2 separate regions of the Hordeum vulgare genome follow, and region 2 is linked to region 1. A link is a contact called in public Hi-C data. All regions are on one chromosome and are shown on one strand. The core of a region is the stretch at or near the end of the contact, and the rest is flanking DNA. Distances in the headings are between cores, read along the strand shown.

Region 1 (3,668 bases), core at 1,028-3,527:
AATGCCATGTCAATAGCCGAAAATATAGGGTTTTCTTGATTATTTCTCCAAGTATAACTCCTATTCGCAATGTTGATTTCCATTAAAGCCCATTTATTAATACAGTCATTAAACAGATAAGGATTTTGAGAATTAATCACTCCATTATTTTTATCAGTCACATATCTAACCAGATTAAAATCCCCACCAAAAATCATTGGATAAGTAAGAGCAGACATAATAGCATGTAATTCAGCAATAAATTCAAGCTTCAAATCATTTTATGCAGGACCATAAACTGTAACAAGGTAACACGTAAAACTATCACTCTTGTTCTTAATGGTCACAACAGTACTATATTTCTTATTAGTAAAACCAACGATCTCAAAGAGATCATTCCTAAGACCCACAAGGATCCCCCTCGCAGTGTTGACAGCAGGCAGGAAGTGCGTGCAAAAATCATTCCTGCCCGCGATACTATTAAGGATATGACTATCAATATTCCCTCTCTTGGTTTCAATGAAACCAAAAGAAACAATTTTATTATCGTTATAAAATCTCCTAGGCATTGTAGTTTACCAAGTTGCCCTAAACCACGGATATTCCAAAAAGCACCAATCATTTATTCTTGAATGGTTGTGACAAGCCACAAGGCTTCCTCTTGGATTGTATAACGTGGCTATCTAACTCCAGATCAGGAGTGCCCCTTATCTAAGAGGAGATATTTGCCGAGACTCATCGGAACCCACGTCAAGGCTAGTTTCTCCTAATTCTAAATTATCTCGGAGAAGAGTCTCCGGGTTATCATGATCAAATTGCAAGCATCTAATTTTCTCTTCATAAATCATATCTTGAATTATTTTTCTTGTTCCACATCATTTTTTTAATGCATAAATCCACGTTATTTATATGGGCAGCAAGAATATTTGGGGCAATGTTTGCAAATGATTTACCTTTGAAAGTAGATGGAATTTCCAGGTTTTCTTTTGTTTATAAGCAACAGCTTTGTCCATAATCTTGATATCACCATGGTTCATGGTCTTGGGCCTGTTAGCAATAGTGGGTCCCCAAGTTTTCGTCCGAGTGTTCAGTTTCTTCTTTGTTTCCGCTTCCTTCTCGACATTTTCAAATAGAGATCTCTTCGTAGATCCCAGACCAGTTACCACATCTTTAGATAAGCATTGTGATTCAGGATTCATTTCCACTTTCTCTTCATGAGATTCAGCCATTTTAAACATACTTAGTTGTTCACAGCAGTATCCCAAATCGGCTGGCATTGGCACAGAACCTGCAAAAGCAGGGGCATCTTGTCCCTGGCCGCACGGCTTTCTTTCATGTAATCTTTCTCAACCATCACCTCCACAGGTGAAGAATTTTCGACTAGCTCCACAAAAACCTCATGAACTTCACCATCAAGGATACGTGGATGGAATCAACTACAGAGACAGCTCCCAACTGAACAGCAGTACCTTTGCTCGAGAAGTTTGTCTTGTCTAATTCATACTCCGTCCGTCCGTGAATAAGTATACATCTAGGTTTTGCCAAAAGTCAAAGTTTTAAAATTTTAACCCATTTTATAAAAAAGAATGGTAGCATATGAAATCAAATTGGTACGTTATGGAACTACATTTCAAAAGGAATCTAGTGATACTAATTTAGTGCCATAAATGCTGCTATTCTTTCCTGTAAAATTTTAATTTAAAACAAAAGGTAGATGTACACTTATTTCCGGACCCCATTAAAACATTTTTCTAGCTTCGTCCCCTGCTGGTGGAAGCAGATAGTAATAGCATATCAGTGCAAAATCTGCATTTACGTCGTAGTACCATGTACTAACGTTAATACTCCTACTGCTCCAACTGATGAATCAACGAGTATAAATGCAGCAGCAGTACGATCCGACTACTGTCCTCTCCTCCTCCTCTACCTGTGGTGAAGGAAGAGGGTTTATGGCGCGCGCGGCACACTGATGATCCTGTGATTCTGATCCAGCACCGTCCCATGCGCACTTGTGACGACGGTTAATCGGGACGCCTGCGCTGCCGGTTCGAGTTGGGCGAGACCATGGCAGCGGCATTGATGCCCTCATCCTTCCTGAGATACGCGCGCGAGGCAGGCAGGCAGGCAGTAAAACCTCCAGGCCGCACGGGCCGTGCGAGAAGCCGGCCAGTGGCTCATTTACCACGGGCACGTCATCACGCGTACCTCGTGATGGCGAGCAGGGTAGGGCAGAGGGGCAGAGTAACTCATCTACTCCATCTATTTATCACGCTGGCCATGGCCATGGCCAGGAGCGATAGGCGGCAGCAGTACCAGGATGGCCATTCACTGCTCTGCTCGCGTGCGTACGGGGGCCGCCGAGTAATGGGGGTGCAGTGCAGTGCGCCACAAAGGCGATCGCGAGCTTGCATGCGGAATAGTGCTTCCTTTTCTCGTGGGTTGCAAATGGTGAACAGTCGTGTGAGACCACTGGGGTGGTTGCCGGTCGGGTTCGGCCGCGATCACCGTCGCTGTCTTCGCATCCCATCGGACCGCGTTGCACGAGCGGGCGAGCGAGGGAGATAAACGTTTTTTTTTCTAGGGGATGCGCACAGATTATACTTTCATCTGGTGCTACACCAGGTACACAATATAGTTTGGACATGGCAGGGGACGGTACGAATTAAAACAAGAGTAAATATACCAGGGAGAATTTGTGAAAAAAAAAAAATATATATATACTGTGTTAAAAAAACCGAAAGAAAAACACACAAGACCGTTTTGGGAAAAACTAAAAACGTAAAACCACTGTGAGACCGGTGCCTATGGCATTTACGAAGCAGCCTGCGACATAGTTTTAAAAACCGGATCGGACCGACGGTCGAACCCAAAAAAGCCGAAACCGATGGCCTCGGCGGTTTTTTTAAGCTAATAACACCGTTGTGCAACTGGACAGAAGAAAGTCGGTTTTCTGAAAAAATGTTGAAAATCCGAGCCATCGAACCGGGAAAACAAGTAAAATATATTAATAGATACTAGGAGATGCGGGATTCGATCCTAGGTCGCATGAACTGTACATGAGGCCTGCCCATGACCCAATAACTAACTTGGTTATGCTACTTCGTTGTTCACTACATGAAAATAATTTCATTTGACCATTATTTTACATTATTATTAGCACATGTATTACTCAACATATATTATTTTAGGTAAAAGTTTTGACAACCGAACCGGTGAACCGGCGGTCCAACCAGTAAAAATCTGAACCGAGAGCCTCATCGGTTCGATTACGAGTTCGGTGTTTTAAATTATGCCTCACAGACCCTCTCTCGACTAACAACGAATTACAGAAAAATCGGAATTGCTACATATCGCTCACAAAACCTTTCTCTTGTGTCATCCCATTAGATGGGACACGTGGTTATGCCAAGTTTTGAAAAGCTTCAACAACTTTTCTCTCCTTTATGTTGTTTCAACCTTTTTTCCTTCTCCCCCCCTTTTCTTCTTCTTCATTTCCCACTTTTTCCATCCTTTCCTATTTATACCCCATGATTTTTTAAATCTGTGAACAATTTTTAATTTCTTGATCATTTGTCTGAATTCATGAAATTTTAAATTTTTTTGACCAATTATCAAATTTGTGAACCTTTTTAAATTTTGTGAAAAAATTCCTGTTTTTATAACATTCTTCAAATTTGTTAGTTTGTTTT
Region 2 (3,693 bases), core at 638-3,137, 130 kb after region 1:
GTATGGAATGTTTCAAATTTCACTTGAGCATCCAAATCTGGATCAATACCGATACTTTCTAAGAAAGGGAATGACTACTCAAATAGTGAAGTCCGCCCTTCACAAGGATCACCGATCTCGCCTGAATTTCTCTAACATTCCATGTTTCGACATTCCATGTTTCCGAAATGGATCCTATAAAATATTTCATTTTTTCTATGATCATCTCTATTTTAGGTATTCAGGGAATCCTCCTCAATAGACGAAATATTCTTATAAAGAAAGTTAGCATTTTTTATCAAATCCTAACTGTGTTCTATAACCGGATCTATATTTATTTGTATTTTATTTTCTAATTGTAATTCATACTTTGATGTTAACGCTATCCTTGTACTTTCTCGCGAAAGGCCGGCGGGCAGGCGTCGTGATGGCGATGGTCTGCGACGGCAGCGAGGCAACGGATCCGATGGTGGTACACTTACATTAAAGTTTTACTTGCCAAAATACAAATAAGGTTTGGGCGTTGGATACATTGAGATTTTTAACAATGCCCTCATAGCACGCTAGGACTGGGTGATTGTAAATGAATCGTAAAATAATTCAATGAAACATGTTAATGCCCCAGGTCCATCAATGCATTCCTTAGAATTTTCCCCGGTAACTGACGCGGGGATTCCTATGATTTTTTCATCGTTTTCCCTGCTATATTCAATTTAGTTATTTCTTTATTTTTTATTTTAATTTTTGTTTCCATTTTATTTCTTTTCAAATCATGAACGTTTTATGAATTCAGGAACATTTTATTGAAATCATGAACATTTTATGAATTTACGAACATTTACAGGTATCGTTAACTTTTTTTTTACAAATTTGTGAACATTTTTTTGAACTCATGTATATTCTTTACAAATTTACGACCATGTTTTTAAAACTCATGAACACGTTTTGAATCGGTGACTGTATTTTTGAATCAATGAATAATTATTGAAATTGGGAAAGAATAATTTAATTCACAAAATACATTATTTGGGCTGGCTCACTTGCACCTAATCGGAGCTGCAGGCGCCCGATCAGGAACTGGCGCCTGCAGTAGGACATATTTGGGCTGTCTCACTTGCACCTGGTGGCTCGAACGACATCAGTTTGAACCGTTCATTTTGAAAAAGCAAGAAAAAAAATAACTAAGAAATTCACAAAAAATCGAAACAATTGAGTGTCTAAAAAGGGTCAAGAATTTTGAAATAGTTCATTTAAATTTTATAAAAGTTCATTGAATTTGAAAAAAATCACCGTTTTGAGAAAAACTTTATCGATTTTGAAACAATATCATGATTTTGAAAGAGCTCATTGATTTTGGAAAAACGTTCATCATATTTGAAAAGAGTTCGTCAAATTTGAAAAAAAGTTCACCGGTTTTGAAAAACTGTTCATCAAATTTGAAAAGAGTTCATCAAATTCGAAAAAGAGTTCATCAAATTTGTAAAGAGTTCATCAAATTTGAAAAACTGTTCACTGATTTTGCAAAAAAACATCAAATTTGAAAGAAGTTCATCATTGAAAAAAAGAATAAATTTGATAAACTCTTTTCAAATAGTTGAACCAGGTTAAAGAAAAAAAAAGAAAAACTCGTTGAACCAGGTCAAAGAAATAAAAGAAAAAGGAAAAATAAAAAGGAAAAAAAGAAGAATGAAAGAATAAAAGAGATAAGGGTTTTTAGCTTATCAGAAACTGCTTCGTGCTGGGATGGTTACGTGACCATGTCTCTATATTGGACGTTCAAGGTTTGAACCGTGACCAACACGTTAAATTTTTGCGAATAAAAACATGAAGAATACCCTACATGGGTCGGCCCAGCACGGGGATGCTGCAGGCGTCCATTTGCAGAATTGCACAGTAACAAGCGTCTGTCGCGCTAAATAGGATTCGCCCCGCGCTACAGGCGCCCGTTCGCGCTCTAAAGCCGGCAGCACCCCATGCTGGGGCGGCCCATGAATAGCTCCGGGCGCCTCAATTCAGGCCCTAAAAAACTTAATTGATTGAAAAAAATAAAGTTCACCAATTTTGCAAAAAAGTTCTTCAACCTGCAAAAATGTTTCCCAAATTTTGTAAATAATAATAATCTGATCTGAGAAATGTTTACCACATTTGAGAAAGGCTCATCAACTTTCATAAATAGTTCAGTGCTTTTGAAAAATATTCATCATGTTTGAAAAATAATTATTCAACTTTTAAAAAAAGTACATCACATTTAAAAAAGTTCACCGAATTTACAAAAGTTCATCAATTTTTAAAAATTAATAAAATTTGGAAACAAGTACATTGATTTTTAGGAAAATTTGAAAACCTGAAAAAAAATCATTAATTTTGAAAAAAACTTTATTGAGTTAGATAAAAGTTCTTAGGATTTGAAAACGATCAAATCTTAAAATGTTCTTAGTATTTGAATAAAATCCACGCAATAAAGAAAAAAAAACCTTAAAATGAAAGGGAAAAAAGGAGGAATGAATTATAAAACGATCAAAGCGAAATATCTTTGAACAAGCACGCCGATGGTCTGATGGTTCGATAGGAGGTCTCGCAACGAAGCTGTCGTGTCTTTGAATCATGTCCCCGTACATTTCTGAAAACATAAGAAAATATAGATTTGAGTCGGCCCAACACAGGGCGCTGCACGCGCCAGTTTTCAAAATGCACACAAATGAGCGCGTGCAGCGCTACATAGGAAACGCCATGCGCTGGCTCGTTTGCTTGGAGGTACAACGCCAAACAAGAGGTCCAAACAGACGAAACTGGCTCAAATCCGCGAATGGCTCATTTCGGCCTCAAGTACTCTGCGTTAGAATTTTCTATTCTACGCTCATCGCATAGAATAGTAGCCAGTCCATAGGATATCAAGCACTCCTCCGCGACTTGGGCGTGCACACCGAGGACAATTTTCTTCTTGGCTAGTTTTGTGTGTTCTTTCCTCAATTTATTACTTTTTCCATCGTCTTTCTTTTTTCCATGAATTTCCCCCTTTTCCATTTTATGTTTCATTACTATTTTATATCCTGAATTGTTTAGAGATCTTGAATTGTTTAGTTTAGCGCTTCTAGCTCGTCAAGCATGGAGATTGTTAGAGAATCCAAATTCCTTGAGTGCAAAACTGTTGAAGGCGGCGTATTTCCCGTGAACACAAAAAATAGTCAAAAAATGATCGGGATAAAGCCCTATGTCGCTCCTAGGGGATGACTCGGGCGAATCCTACACAACCACCATCCCTTCTCCCTTTGATATTGCTCCCCCAACGCTGAAGGACACCTTCGATCAAGGGTCATGAGGCTGACGACGATAGTGGGTCCACATCCTTTTCACGCGATTGATGGCGGCGGGGGCCTATCGTTTCTTGTGTTGTGGGATCTTCGGACGGAGCTTCATTGCGGCCCTGGACGGCGTGGTTCATCCGACGGAGATGGGGAGAAATATCTAGGATCCTTGCTGAAAGGGGAAAAAAAATTCAAGAAACCCTTATCCATACTAAAAGGGGGAGAAGTTTTAAGGAAACCTTATCCATACAGAAAGGGGGAGATATTTTAAGAAACCCTTATCAAGAAGAAGAATCCAGGATCCCTTACTCTCAAGGAACCCTTACACTGTGACTCTTTTGAAAATTAATGCCAAAGGAGGAGATATATCAAAGCTTCTAAAAGTCTCTACCAAAGGAGGATTTATATC

Evidence for each region. Hi-C and Micro-C count contacts between places; a contact is called where the count stands out from the background.
Region 2: a contact with region 1 is called in a Hi-C map of leaf, with 2.2 times the contacts expected there. The contact joins two enhancer-like sites. A contact is called at or near these places in 2 of 6 Hi-C or Micro-C datasets (leaf and seedling).

Annotation. Positions count from the first base shown.
Region 1 is chr4H:5,486,079-5,489,746 of MorexV3_pseudomolecules_assembly, forward strand. No RefSeq gene overlaps it. Among protein-coding and RNA genes, the nearest start is that of LOC123446954, 12 kb to the left of the region's middle. Within about 2 kb of position 2,278, at least 3 of the 3 cell types and tissues checked have open chromatin away from gene starts, as enhancers often do. A contact at or near this core is called in leaf and seedling, where this site is marked.
Region 2 is chr4H:5,612,479-5,616,171 of MorexV3_pseudomolecules_assembly, forward strand. No RefSeq gene overlaps it. Among protein-coding and RNA genes, the nearest start is that of LOC123450983, 34 kb to the right of the region's middle. Within about 2 kb of position 1,888, at least 3 of the 3 cell types and tissues checked have open chromatin away from gene starts, as enhancers often do. A contact at or near this core is called in leaf and seedling, where this site is marked.